2 separate regions of the Mus musculus genome follow, and region 2 is linked to region 1. The links are chromatin contacts, called in public Hi-C maps. All regions are on one chromosome and are shown on one strand. Each heading gives the region's core, a stretch centred on a gene start, on an enhancer-like site or on the middle of the called end of the contact. The rest is flanking DNA. Distances are from core to core; before and after follow the strand shown. Region 1 overlaps Gm32659 (a long non-coding RNA gene). Region 2 overlaps Gm46767 (a long non-coding RNA gene).

The links. A called contact is a pair of places that touch in the nucleus more often than the background predicts.
Region 2: a contact with region 1 is called in a Hi-C map of cortical neurons, with 1.6 times the contacts expected there. The contact joins two enhancer-like sites. A contact is called at or near these places in 3 of 484 Hi-C or Micro-C datasets (cerebral cortex, cortical neurons and nephron progenitors).

What each region holds. Positions count from the first base shown.
Region 1 is chr2:136,667,671-136,674,968 of GRCm38.p6, reverse strand. All of the region lies in intron 2 of Gm32659 (a long non-coding RNA gene), which reads left to right. Among named protein-coding and RNA genes, the nearest start is that of Snap25, 42 kb to the left of the region's middle. Within about 2 kb of position 4,333, at least 47 of the 459 cell types and tissues checked have an H3K27ac peak or open chromatin away from gene starts, as enhancers often do. A contact at or near this core is called in cortical neurons, where this site is marked.
Region 2 is chr2:136,804,746-136,812,043 of GRCm38.p6, reverse strand. It overlaps Gm46767 (a long non-coding RNA gene), which reads left to right. Exons shown (of 3, transcript XR_001783485.2): 2 at 4,773-4,898; 3 at 6,747-6,836. It overlaps Gm39943 (a long non-coding RNA gene), which reads left to right and starts at 6,972. Exons shown (of 6, transcript XR_866770.2): 1 at 6,972-7,098. Within about 2 kb of position 3,498, at least 9 of the 459 cell types and tissues checked have an H3K27ac peak or open chromatin away from gene starts, as enhancers often do. A contact at or near this core is called in cortical neurons, where this site is marked.

The sequences.
Region 1 (7,298 bases), core at 3,084-5,583:
TTTTGAGTATGAAAGTTTTTGTAAACTGTATGTCACTGAACATGTAAGATAGTTACTGGGCAGAGAGCATGGGGCCTGGGATGGGGCCTGTTTGTATTGGGGATTTGTGGATTCCATCTGCTTAAGTAACTCTCCTGGTTGAAGGATTTGCATCACTCTTACGACTTGTCGGCCTTGTTTTGTGGATAGCCAGGACTGAATGAAATATGAAGTATTTAGAATTGGTTGTAGGATCATCAGGGTGGAATTATTTGCAAGGGGCCAGAAAAGAGCTTAAAAAGCCAAGGATCTATTCACTAGGATCAGGTATTAGGTGTACAGAGGGCAAACTCAAGCAATTCCATTTCCCTTCTTGTTCTTCTGGATGTTAGTTCTGCCTCATGGCCTGTCCAGGATCTCACAACGTATCCTTTGCTGCAGATTTTACTTAACGTCTTCCTGTTGCTTTCTAGTGGTTTCTCTGGAGGTTGGAGGATGCCAAAGAGGCCATTGTCAACAAACAAAGAATAATGTACAGCTTCCAGAAGAGCCTTGTGTTTTCCTTGGCTTAGTTTTCATTTCACTTATGAAAATCTTGATTTTCATGAATTCATCTAAAATACATACTTATTTAACAACCTTAGGAGCTACATCATGCATATTCATATCTGAAGTGCCATCTGTTCCATCTCTTGGAGAGAGTCAGTTTCTAAGTGTGTACCATCCAATCTCATTCAGGAGGTAGCCCGGGGAGTCCATATGGCTTTTGGCAATTTCCCGACTACACCAGAACACAGGTTAAGGCCCAGAAGTGACCCAGGATAAGCATCAAGCCAAATGGACTGCAGTATAATTTGACTTTTCAGCCTGAGAAGGAATGACCAGGCATGGATGTTTTTGCAAAGTGCAAGTGATAAAATTCATTATATGGAAGTATTTTTTTTCCCAGTTCAACTATACAGGCAAGGCCAGTGGTATACCCTTAGGTTTTCTAAAAAGAAACATATCCATTATGTATGAATTACAGAGTATGCTTAAAATAAAATAGAATTCTTGAAAAATAAAGCCAGTATTAGTGAGAGTAGTATGAAGGGACTATAGAATAAAGAGTGTTGATGTCAAGCTCTGACTTTGTCTAGAATTAGGTATGAACTCTTAAGTCCAACATTTAATGATCTTTGCCTATTTCCTCATCTGTGACAGAATGAATATATCAGATACTACTGAAATTCTGCCCCATTTCACCATCTAAGACTTTTGTGCCTTCTCTACTCACATTACTAAAATAAAGAGGTAGAACCATCAATTCTAGATGCTATTCTACAATTATAATCTCTAACACGAGTACAATGGCATTGCCCTGTTAGCCATGCCTGCTCTGGGAAAAGAACTTAGGCACTATAAAATGGAAAGGAATGCAGTAAGACTTGGACCTTTAACTTCTGATATTTAAGTGCATACTTCACTTAAAATGTCCAAATATGAACTGGGGGTACGGGTTAGTGGTTAAGAGTGCTTCTGGGCAAGCATGAGGACCTGATTTTGAGTCCACAGGATTCTGATGCTGGCCATTGCCGCCCATGCCTAATACATCTTCAGTACTATGGGAGATAGAGACAGGAAAATCAATGGTTTACTGACCATGATTAACCAGAGTTTCGGGGATAGATTTTGTCTCAAGGGAATAACATGGGAATGATATGATTCACCTCTGGTCTCTGACAAGGTTACATGTAGAGCCACACGCCAGCACCAACACACACACACAACACACACACACACACACACACACACACACACACACACACACACACACACACACGATGGAGTAGGGGAGAGAGATTAGGAGGGAATCATCTCAAGAAAGAAAACAAACCAAGAGATTAAAACTGTCTGTCGTTAACCTTCCAGGACCACCAAATTAATAATCTTGGCTTCAGCGAAATTCTTTTAGTGGATCTTGACAGCTAATTTCCCCCAAGGAAGCCAGAGGGTTGATTAATGAGCATTCTTTACACATTGGCTTGCTTGTACTTTTACTTCTCTTTCTCTTATAAAACCTTCCCACCCCTGAACTGTTAGCACCAAAAGGAGAGACTATCTTAGTGGGATTTCAGTCCGTAGCTTTTTCTCTTGTTTTGTGACTTTCCTGGGAAAAAAATGAAAAACCATCTGCTCATCCCAGATAAATCATGGATGGCAAACTAAAGATACAATTCTACTAAAGTCTAACTTGACAAATCATTGGGTTTATCTGATTACTTACAGGAGTATGGATGATGGGTAACTTAGGGAAACATGGATGACTCAAAGGCAGCTGCATTATAGAAACCCGTACCTCAGTTTAGATGAGGAATTGTCACCTTGGAGCTCTTTGCATAACTTGCAGGTATCTCAACAAGTTGGAGAGTTCTCTCTTAAACATTTTATACTGCTTTAATAATCTTGGGGAAGAAAGGTCTTTGTGAATCTTGTAACTTTCACAGACTTCCTAAAACTTGTGAGTTGTATACTTGTATGTCTAAATGAGCCTTCCTCTAGGATGGAATGTTTCAAGTTGTAATTTTCTGAATCTTGTGGAACCTTCTGCCAGAATGGAAATGTTTACATTTCCAGGGTATTGTTTTACAACACATCTATGTATGTATTAGTTCACTGAATATGGACAGTGAATGGCATGTAAACAATACTTGGAAGGGGGACTTGTAAGAAATCATGAGTAGATATTCCCTTTCTTATAAAGTCCTTATAGACCCAAATAAACTATTCTCCAGGTTACCATGCTGTAATTTCCACCCACAGCGTAATGCTACTATCTTGTAATTCTGGTCAATAAGCTCTGTTGACCATCGGATCATGACAGGAACAACTAGTGGTCTATAAAGAGCTGTGTAGCTGAGCTAGGAATTTTGTAACTTTGACTTCCATTACCTTCTGCTACTGACGTTTTTATGAAGATCTAACCAATAATAAAAGTCAAGAACATTTGTAGCAGTAACTTAGTTACAATATGATGCCAACAAATCAATACGTAAGCAGAGTATTGAGACAGAAAGGAAGGCAGACAATCAGGATTAAACCATTTTGGGTCAATCATACTGAGAACCTCTAACAGTCCCAGTCAAAAACAACAACAAAAAACCCTTAAGCTTAGCCCTATCCCAAAAGAACAGAAACCTGAGCATTCATTTACCAACTCATTTCATTGGTTGAGAGTTGCCTCATACAGCTAGATAGCACCCAGCTTCTCTAGCCTTTCTGGAGTGAGACTTGGGATTCAGGTAGAATAGTACAGTGTTAAGTTCTAAAAGGACATAGGCATATATCTCATGCACTTGCTACAAACTGGCACAGAAAGAGGACCACATGCAACAGCTTCCTAAATGTCAATGAAAGAGAAACCCCAATTCAAACTTAAATGATAAATGAAGTATACTGATTCAAGACTTGTCCAAAGATTGACATGTATTCCTCCAACAGCCAGAGTAAGGCTTTGGCCAGACTTGTGTTTATTTTTCATATCCCTTCCCCTACTTACTGAGTTTTGAATCCATTCTTAGAATTTAGTTTTTAATTTTCATAGCTGAAAATAGCCCTAAATAATTGCTTTTAGGGCTGTATTTTCATGGCTTAATATTCAGTTACAAAGAAAAAGAATTGGTCACAAAGAAAAAAAATAATTGTTTTTTAAGTAGCTTAAAGAAGTATGGGAGTTAATTCTTTTGGGCCATAATTGGCTTATAGAGGGGTCATATTTCCACCTTTAACCCAAGTACAGTAGCTAGTTGACCTAAGCCTTTCAAAACTTACTTTTGGTTAGGAGGGTTGAGGTGGTGCTAATTCAAAGAACCTTGTCAAGAAATGTGAATGCTGACAGCATAGGCATAGGAAACGAGTGAGTGATCTGGAGCCCTTAAGTCCAGTATCGCTGATGTTACAGACCTTACGCACTATGCTATGACTTCAGCACGCTGATGCCAACTGAATGTTCAGGGGGCAGAGAAAGAAATTAGTTGTAGTGTGTTAAAAGGTGTGGCGTGGGGACAGGGAGGAAAACCGATAATGGAAAACTCAGTTATCCACACCCCCTCCAGGGAATGGAATTCAGACTGTTATCTTTGACAACACTAATGCTGGGTAATATTTATTTAGCTGAGCCCAATAAGCAGTGTAAAGAGTTTCATCTCTCAAACTGGCACAGCAGGGGGCCACAGCAGCCAGGCTGCTGATAATTAACAGCGAAATGCCTGGCGAGTTCTCTTCCTGAAATATCAGAAGGGATGGCTGGGACTGCTGGGTGAATTCATTTTCCTCTTGCTGGCTGGGGTAAAGAGAGAGCTGCAGCAGAAAATTACCAGGAGAGGCAGCCAGCCAAAGGAAGAGCAAATGGCTGTTCTGAGCAAGCAGCCTGAGGAGGGCAACCCGTCTCCTGCTCATGGAAGATCATATCCTCACACTTTGCACATTCAACATTCACAGTGAATTCTAATACAGGCAAAGGGGATTACGTCGTTTACAGCTCACAGGTGCCACATTTGAAACAGTAGGTGCAGAATGAGGGTATGATAAAATTCATAGGAACCACGGAGATTTTGTAATTCTTCCATCTTTACTGATGAAGAGAGAGGGACTAAGAAAAGGCATGTGATGAATACAGCTACACAATGAATTTATTATAGACTTGTCAGAAGAACCTCCTACTCCTACCTGCCAAGTCAGTGTCTACATCTTTTATCTAAAGTCTCAAAATCCCAGATGGACATAGACTTTGTCCCTCTTTTGCAGCTGAATCTTTAGATGGTATCTCTACAAGACTGTAAGAGAAAAGCCAATCCTAAACAACTCTGTCAACAAATAACTCTGCAATTCTTCTCAACTAAGAACATAGATGTTGGTAATACAAAAAGTATATAATAATTACTCAGCTTTCAAAATATACCAAAACCATGACTTCGAACATTTCTAAACATAATTATTTTTAAATTTCAGTCATCATAATAGCTTTCACATGAGTACAATTCCCAGTTAATATGACAGGAAGTTGATGTTTGCAGAGTATATGGACTTTCCCACAAATCACAAACTTAATAAATGATCGGAGGAGGATCAGATTTCACTGAACTTATCCAAAATCCCTGACTCACTTGGCCTTCCTTCTTGGCTCAGCCAGTGCTTCAGGGACTTCCTACTCGTTTTGATTTTTCCAATACAAAATTCTGAATCTTGAGAAATCAACCATAATTTTCTTTACCTCCAAAGAACATTATATGTCCCTTGTACTTTGTAGAATGAATATTAAAGACTTTAGAATTGTAAAGCATGAGGCATGTTTACATGCTAAAACACAGCTCTTCTAAATGTCATTTCAAAATCATAGCTTTACTAAGACTTGGAATTGGAATGACTTTCTCTCCCTTCCTGAAGTTCCTTGCTGTGAAGACTGCATGTTGTATGCTAGCATTAAAAGAGGGGATCTAACCCTACCCAAAGACTCCTTGCCAGATAGCCTCTCGCTTTTTCTCTCATTTCCCACCCCTGATCTGTATGACTTCCAATTCTCCTTTCTGCAATTTCTCCAGATGGTAGACATCTTTCTGCCTCCTGGCTCCCACAACTTCTTTCTGCTGAATGGAAGCCAATTCTTGCAACTCAACTTCCTCCTCAAATGGATGTGCATAGCTTCTAGAAGGACCAGGCCATCTGACACCATCGCCTGCTGTCTTCTCTCGCCAATGTCCTTGCTTGACCTAGGCTTCCCCCAATTGAGCTTGATGGAGGATGAACATGGTGGCCTTGCTTGCATCTGATTTTCTTGTTACTTAGTGTCTCATCTTAATTCTTCAGTTTCACAACTAAAATTTATTCTCCCTTAGTTTGGAGCTGTTTCTACCCTTACTATAATAGCATTACTATAACTTAAAGCAGATGGATTAGTTCTGATATTTTAAATTTCAAGCTGTTTTGGCAATTATATCATCAAGATATCAAAGATGACCAAAGAATTGCCTGTTTGTCCATAGGGATGTGGGAGGAACTGCTCAGCATAGAACATCTCACAGAAGGGCAGTTCCTGAAGCAGAGGCATGAAATATACAGACACATCTAAGGATGGAGAACCTTTTCCTAATTTTATTCCTCTTCCTTATGCTATCTCACAAGCACCTGTATTTTCTCCATAATATCTTTATTTTATATTAGTATTTTTATCTTTATCTTATTATTTAGTATTGTGTAGTCCAAACATTTCCTATATTATAAATAAAATATCGTACCTTTCCTGCCTCTAAAAAATTTTCCCTAAGGCAACTAATGATGAATTGTTAAGACATCACCTTCAGAAAACCAATATTTCTTTGGCTGGATTAAGCTTGCCACAAATTGCAGCAATTCTCCTGCATCTATCTCTCAAGTAGTTATTTATATTCAGTGTGGGTACTTCATCTGCTTTAATGTTTATATTTTAAATTTAAATTCCTTTATGTAGAGTTTTACTAAAAGATATGAATTCTCTCTTATCTCTACAGTACAATGACCAATTATTGAGCACATGATCTGCCACAATTTCCAACTGTTCATTGCCCCTCACCCACAAAGGTCCATATTTTTTACACTGTGATCAGACTGGCTGTTCTATAAAATGGCCTCAGCCATTTTATTTTCTAACCACTGCCTCCTCCAGGATAAGCTCTAGTCTCCTCACCCCTGCCCCAGTCACAGTATAGATTATTATTTTCCCATTAATCAACATTCTAGTAACTTTTTATGTACCTTATCTGTTTGCGCTTTTCCTCACGACAGTTTGGGAATGCCTTCTCTTCTTACCTACCTTGAAGAATCCTGTGCATCCTTCTCATTCTCACTAGTAACAATTTCTATGAATCCTCCTCTATTTAAGGGGCATAGAAGGCACATAAACAATCAGGACTCACGGATTCTTTCTTGATTTTCCAATTCACCCTGTATTTTATGACTTTGCTAATACTTGAGAGCATATAAACAAAACCTTAGTAATTATTTTGAAATATTTTTAGAATATGAGACATGTTATTCATTTATAAATAATAATACAATTTAAATGTACTGAGTAAACTGCTGTATGCCAGACACTGATTTGGGCACTGTATGTGAGTGCCTATAATTCACTAAAGACTCTCCTCTAATGGAACTTTCTTCATATTGGGGGAAGGAAGACTAAAGGCAAATAGAAGCTGAGAGATGCTTTCAAAATTACGGTATTGGAAAATTAGGAAATACTCTTGAAAAATGTGTTAGCTTTTGTCTAAAAGCTATAGAATTTTATTTTAAGAAAAGCAGTTTTA
Region 2 (7,298 bases), core at 2,249-4,748, 140 kb before region 1:
TATGAAGCTTTGGACTAGTCCTCCAGCGCTCCATGCACACCTGTCTGGTCTGGAGAGCAATATCTCACCCCTCTGTCTGCCTTCCACTCACGCACTTATAGAATTCCCTCTTTTAGGGTTATTCCTTTAGCTCAAGTTTAAAAGCATAAAGAGCTCAGAGAACAAATGAGTGCAGTTTGGGACAAAGTGAGAATAAAGGGCTTGGCTTTTGAAAACCTACTGTCTATTTGTTAATTCTGATCATTATCTTTGAAATCAAGACCCAGTTAGTACAGAGAACCACAATGGGGCCAACATTCAAGGGACTATGGAGTGCTCAACCCTAAATGGGACACTCAGATCACACCCCTGTTTGTGACACTCAGAGATCATCATGGAAGAGGAAAGATGGTAAGGGCCAGAAGTAGTTGATGTTTGTATCAAAACTGTATATTCTGTACAGGGAGCAGTTGTTCATATGAACTCACAGCTGTGACTGTTTATACAAGACCAAGTTGATCATATGCCAGCACAGATGGGGGAGGGGCTCTTGAAGTTCCACTGGTTACTGAGAGGGTACTGGCATTGAGCAGCTACTGGCAGTTGGCTGATTGGCATAGAGGATCAGTTTTCTTTTGGGTTGTGAACCCCCAAGAGGTTACCCATATCCCAGTGACTGCACATACAGGCAGCACTATGTGGACTCAATGAGCTTTAAAAAACAAATGCGAAGTGAAGAGAATAAGGAAGGAATTGGACAGGATAGAGTAAATGTGATCAAAAGAAATCCACGGGGTATATGATACATGAAGTTCTCAATTAAAAATAGCTTAAAACACAGATCATAACCTACCTGCTGTTTTAATTGAGTCAGACAGTTTTAAACGTTTTTATTTTGATTTTTCTCATTCTCAAATTTTAGTGGTTTTTGGAATTTTAGATACAAACCAATCCTGTTACAGGTGAGTGTATTGTAATTGTTTCCTTCCATTGTGCCGTTCATTGTCCTGGCAATGGCTTTCATTGATCAGAAGTGCCCAGTGCTAATGGAATATAGTTCTGTCTGACCTTTACTTACAGATTGTTCTTTTGGTATATTCCAAAGTTGAACAACCCAGGGTCACATAAATGCTGTCTTGCATCTTTCTGTAGAGTTTCTATCCTTTCACACTTTAAATGTTTACTCTTATTATCTATTTTTTGTTAGTTTTTGTGAAAAGAGTAAGGGGTGAGTATCCTGAGCTTTTGTCCCCGCCGGCAAGAACACACTCAGGACAACCGGAATCTTCTGCAGCAAAAGCTTTTATTGCTTCTTCAAGAGGGAAGACCCCGATCCCAGAAAATGGAGTTGCTTATATAGCCCTCAGCCATGGCGTTTCAGCACCTGATATGGCGTGTCAGCTCCTGATTTGTTGCTCGCCCATCGCCCCACTATTACACCCTGAGAATGGGCAGTGACTAAGAGTGAGTTCACTCTCGCGCCTGCATACAAGGCTTGTTTACTAGTTAGGCACAGCGAAGGCCAGAGCCATCTTATAATGGCGATTGCTCGCAGCACGCACAACTCTCCACATCTCCCCCTTTTTATTTTATTAAAATGAGGCTGGACTAGGTCTATGTAATTATGTCCATCTGCTGTGGCTCCTGTCTTAGGTCATTCCTCCAATGTCACAGCCTTTCCTGTCATAGGGTAACCCTATCGCCACCAGGCCCCGTGTCTTAGGTTGATCTGTGCATGAGGAAAGTTGCCCGTCCCTGGATACCGCAGTGCTATGTGACAGTAACTACTAAATGACCTAGGGTGAACTCTACAAAAGAGGCCAGCCACCAATGTCAACTAATTTTTGAGCATAGATAGCCAGATTTCGGGGGAGGCCCCTTGCTCTATGGCAGCAAGTGCTTGAGCTATCACAACCTTGTCACGTGTTCGTTGGGTTCTGAGCTTGCAAACCAACCAGAGCATGAACACAAGTCCGACGTGACTGACAAGGACTGTGAAAGAGCAAGATGAATCTCAAGATGATCCTGTTATTCTTACTCCTGGTGATTGAGACAGGGATAAGTATACCTTTGTGGGCCATAATAAGATCATGGCCTGTACCTTTACCAGTACATTCCAATTCTTCTACCTTGCCTTTGTTTTTGACAACTGAATAATTTTAAAGAAAAAGATTATCTCTAATTGGACAGATTTCATTAGCCAAAATAAAGTGAGCTTTGGAGTGTTATTTAATGATTTAATGCAAGTTGCTCAAGGAGCACAGTCAGGCTCAAGTGATGTTGAAAATAATGTAACTTCACCTATAAACATCACCACGATTATGATAAAGGGAAATGCGACTATTCCCAAAAGATCATGATGGCCTGTTGACAATGCTACTGCTATACCAGCATGCCTTGGTGTCATCCAGACCTTGCATTTCCTATAGTGAGCAGAGGAAGGGGGGAAGGAATAGGAAGAGGGAGCTTTTGGAAGGGAAACCAGGAAAGGGGATAACATTTGAAATGTAAATAAAGAAAATATCTAATAAAAATAATTCAGAAAAAAAGGGAAAACTTTGTAGCTCTCTTCCCTCCTTGACTCAGTTCTCTATTCTCTCACTGTCTTAAAAAAATCACCTCACCAATAAACTGTGTCTACTCAAATGCTCAGCTCAGGGGCTTGCTTCTAGGGGAATCCAAAAAAAAAAAAAAAAAAAAAAAACAGAGACTACAGCATTGGTGCACACTGAGCATCGGTAATAGAACATTTCAGATCTGAAGTTCAACATGGGGAACCAGTTAGTTGAGCAGCAATATGATTGCACAAGTGTTTCCATAGGTGATCTCCTGAGACAAGCCACAATCAAAGCAGGTACACGCAGAGAACCTTGCACTGTAAAATCTCCTTTAGTCTATGCATTTCACCAAATATGTGGGATCTGAGACTCCTCTGATCCCACCTACTTCCTTGACCAAGGAAAGGCTCAGTAGGTGGCATCTGCCACCAAACCTCATGACCTGGGCTCTAGAACTCTAGAACCTACTTGGTAGAGGGATAGAGCTAACTTTCATGGGTTGTTAACTTAGACACACCACACACACACACACATAATTTAAAAAGAGATATACTTAACTCTGTATGTTAACAGACAGACTTCAGTGGAACAGCTCTATTATATAGATACCTTACTTTCCAAAGCAGGGTTGGTCCTAACCAATAGTTAAGACATATAGAAAATAAATAACTTAGTTCCTGTGTTGCACATTAAAATTTATTTCTTAAGGTGTAAAAAAACACATATCCCTCAAGATTTCTATGAAGAGGAAGAAGAAGGGGGGAGGAGGAGGAGAAGAAGAAGGAGAAGGAGAAGGAGAAGGAGAAGGAGAAGGAGAAGGAGAAGGAGAAGGAGAAGGAGAAGGAGAAGGAGAAGAAGGAGAAGAAGGATGCAAAAATGAAATGCACTTTAGTTCTACAAGCAATCATGTGCATGAAAAATCTACCTCAGAATAGCTAAACTGCTAGAAGATGTGCTGCTATTTTAAAGCCAGAAGATTTGGCATGTCTCACGCAGATGTAAGCTTCTAGGTTGCCATGGCTCACTAGAATCAGGTTAAAAATTAAAAATGCAAAGATATGCTGTGGTTTCACGTGTTTTTCCCCATAATTTTGAAATAAAAAGGCAATATGAAGTGGTAAATTAGGGAGGAAAGAATAAATGGTACCGAGAGAACTGGTTCAACACTTTATCTTTATTTTTAATAAGTCACACATGCTGAGTACAGCAAAATGTACTAGGCATTTGTTGGAAGTAAAAATTCCTCTGGGACTTCCTAGCTTGAGGGGAGAAAATGGCGTCATAAAGAAGTGATGTAGACACAGTTCTTTTGCCCTGCCAGAAACCTTCTTTTCATTTGCACTACAGCAAAGCCTCAGTCAGCTGCAAAAACAACGTGCTGTAATAGGATATTTATTTTTGCTGAAATGGAGCTGCTACTCTGCCCTTTCAGATCCTGCAGCTTTGTCAAGCACCCAGAGCACTTTTTGTCCTTGGGGGCATGCTGACGGTGAACGCGACATCTTTACTCCTACAATATGATTTTTCTCCAAGATGCCAAGCCAGAATTAGATGAGTAGCCATCCAGATTTTGGAAGGAAAGCCAGAAATGATTTAATTAACCTTATCAGACTGCCTTTAAAACTGTAGTATCAGCCCTATGGAAAGTCAGCCAGTGCTTGCTTTGCCTTCCCTAGAGGATCAGGATGGGTTGGTGACCACAGAAGTGCTTTGTTTTCTATCTCCTGTATTCAAGCTATTGATATCCTGTCTCGGGAAGAGACCTGATATCATACGCAGGAATTATGTTCAGCTTTTTTCATCTGTGAAAACATTATGTGAACGTACTGAACTCAGTCACTACCACCATGTCCTTCTTCCCCAGCACAGCAAACATTCACAGACGAAAAGTGAGAGGAGGGCTTGCTCTACCATGTTTCCATCTCACATGCCCTTAACCATAAGGCCTGGTCATAGGACACTTAAATGATGTCTGCTTTGAAAGGTCGCCAAGGACTTGACATCCTCTAACCCAATAAATACTTTTGAGTTTCAATGAATTATGCAATCAGACATGCCTTACTTAAGCATACCTTCCATTTTAAACCTTTGTATTCTCTTGCATTTTGCTGGTATGATTCTGGAAGTTTCTTCTATCTCTCTTGTTTGGTGTGTGTGTGTATCTTTTAGGTCCTTTGTATTATTGCTAAGATTTTTTCCCAGACTTCTACTTTTTTTTAAATTTTTTTCTTCCAGAAAGCACCAATTGATATATTTCCAGCTATCTGATGGTTGGATCTTTAGGAACAATCCTGAATATCAATAATGTTCCACTGGACGATTTCACACTGAGGAGTGTTTGGGAAGCATATATTGGACTCGGTAGGTTATATAAAAGTAGTGCCCCCCAAATAAAACATAAGAAGGGGACACAAAGTAAGGAGATGTGGGGGTATATCTAGAAAGAGTTAGGAGGAGGCATTGGGAGGTGAATATGATCAGACACTGTATGTATGAAAGTCCCAAAGAATTCATAAAAGAACAGAATTGAAGAAACAGAAATAAACCCCCACACATATGGACACTTGATCTTTGACAAAGAAGCCAAAACAATACAGTAGAAAAAAAAAGAAAGCATCTTCAACAAATGGTGCTGGTCTAACTAGAGGCCTGCATGTAGAAGAATGCCAGTTGATCCATATTTATCATCTTGTACAAAGCTCAAGTCCAAGTGGATCAAGGACCTACACATAAAACCAGATACACTGAATCTAATAGAAGAGAAGGTGGGAAATATCCTTGAATGCATTGGCACAAGGGAAAATTTCCTGGACAGATCACCAATGGGTCAGGCTCTAAGATTAACAATTTACAAATGGGACCTCATGAAACCGAAAAGCTTCTGTAAGGCAAAGGACACTATCAATAAGACAAAACAACAACCTACAGATTGGGAAAGACCTTGACTAACCCTACATCTGACTGAGAATATATATATATCCTCAAGAAGTTAGACTCCAGAACCCAAATACCCAAATAACCCAATTTAAGAATGGACTACAAAGCTAAACAGAATTCTCAACTGAGGAGTCTTGAATGGCCAAGAAACATTTAAAGAAGTGTTCAGTGTTCTTAGACATCAGGGAAATGCAAATCAAAAAAAAAAAAAAAACCCTAAGATTCCACTTTACAACAATCAAAATAGCTAATAAAAAACTCAGGCAACAGCAAATGCTGGAGAAGCTGTGGAGAAAGGAGACTACTCCTCCATTGCCAGTGGGATTGCAAAGTGGTACAACTGCTCTGGGAATCAATCTGGAGGTTCCTCAGAAAATTGGAAATAGTCTTACCTGAAGACCCAGCTATACCACTCCTGGGCAGATCCCAAAAGATGCTCCACCATATCACAAGGATACATGCTCCCCTATGTTTACAGCAACCTTATTTAAAATAGTCAGAAGCTGGAAACAACCCAGACGTCCCTCAACTGAAGAATGGATACAGAAAATGTGGTTCATTTACACAAGGGAGTAATACTCAGCTATTAAAAGGGGGACATTATGAATTTTACAGGCAAATGGATGGAACTAGAAAATATTATCCTGATTGAAGTAACCCAGACCCAAAAGGACATACATGGAATGTACTACTGATAAGTGGATATTAGCCAAAAAATTCAGAATGCCCATGATACATTCCATAGATCATATGATGCTTAACAAGAAGGAAGGCCCAAGTGAGGATGTTTCAGTCCCACTTAGAAGAAAGAAGGAGGGAGGAACCTGGGTGAGATAGGGGAATGGGAGAGAAAACGGGGGAGGGGGGAACAGCATCAGGTACTGGTGTTGGGGGGAGACAAGAGAGAAGCCCAGAGGGCTAGGAGACTGAATATAAATATGCAGCAATGTAGGGTAGGGAACAGGCAGAACCTCTAGAAAATCCTAGACACCAGGACTCTACGGGAATGACCTTAGCAAGAAATGCCCAACAGTGGGAAAATAGAACCTGAAGAAACCACCTCCAGTAGATAGACATGGTCTCTAGTTGAGGGGTGGGGTCACCCTCCCTCTCAAAATTTTTGACTCAGAATTGTTCCCTTCTAAAGGAAATGCAGGGACAAAAATGGAGCAGAAACTAAAGGAAAAGCCATGCAGAGACCACCTCAACTTGGGATCCCATGAGTAGGTACCAAACCTTGACACTATTGCTGATGCCATGTTGTGTTTGCAGACAGCAGCCTGGCATGGTTGTCTTCTGAGAAGCTCTACCAGCACCTGACTAAGACAGATGTGGATGCTCGCAGCCAACCACTGAACTGAGCCCGGGGAACCCCAATGGAAGAGTTAGGGGAAGGACTAAAGGAGCTGAGGGGATTGCAACCCCATGTGAAGAACAACAGTATCAACTAACCAGACCCTTCAGAGCTCTTAGGGACTAAACCACCAACCAAAGAGCATACATGGGCTAGTCTGAGACCTCTGCTACATATGTAGCAGAGGACTGCCTTGTCTGGCCTCAGTGAGAGGAGATGCATTTGGTCCTGTGGCGGCTTGATGCCTCAGAGAAGGGGCATGCTAGACAGGTGAGGTGGGAGTGGATGGGTGGGTGGGGGAGCACCTTCTTTAGAGGCAAAGGGGAGGAGGGTTGAGGTAGAGGGTTTGTGGAGGGTGGACTGGGAAGTTGGACAACATTTCAAATGTAAATGAATAAAATAATTAATAAGAAAAATCAATTAATAAAAGATATATTTTTAAAATTTATGACTTCACTTACAGCTCGCTC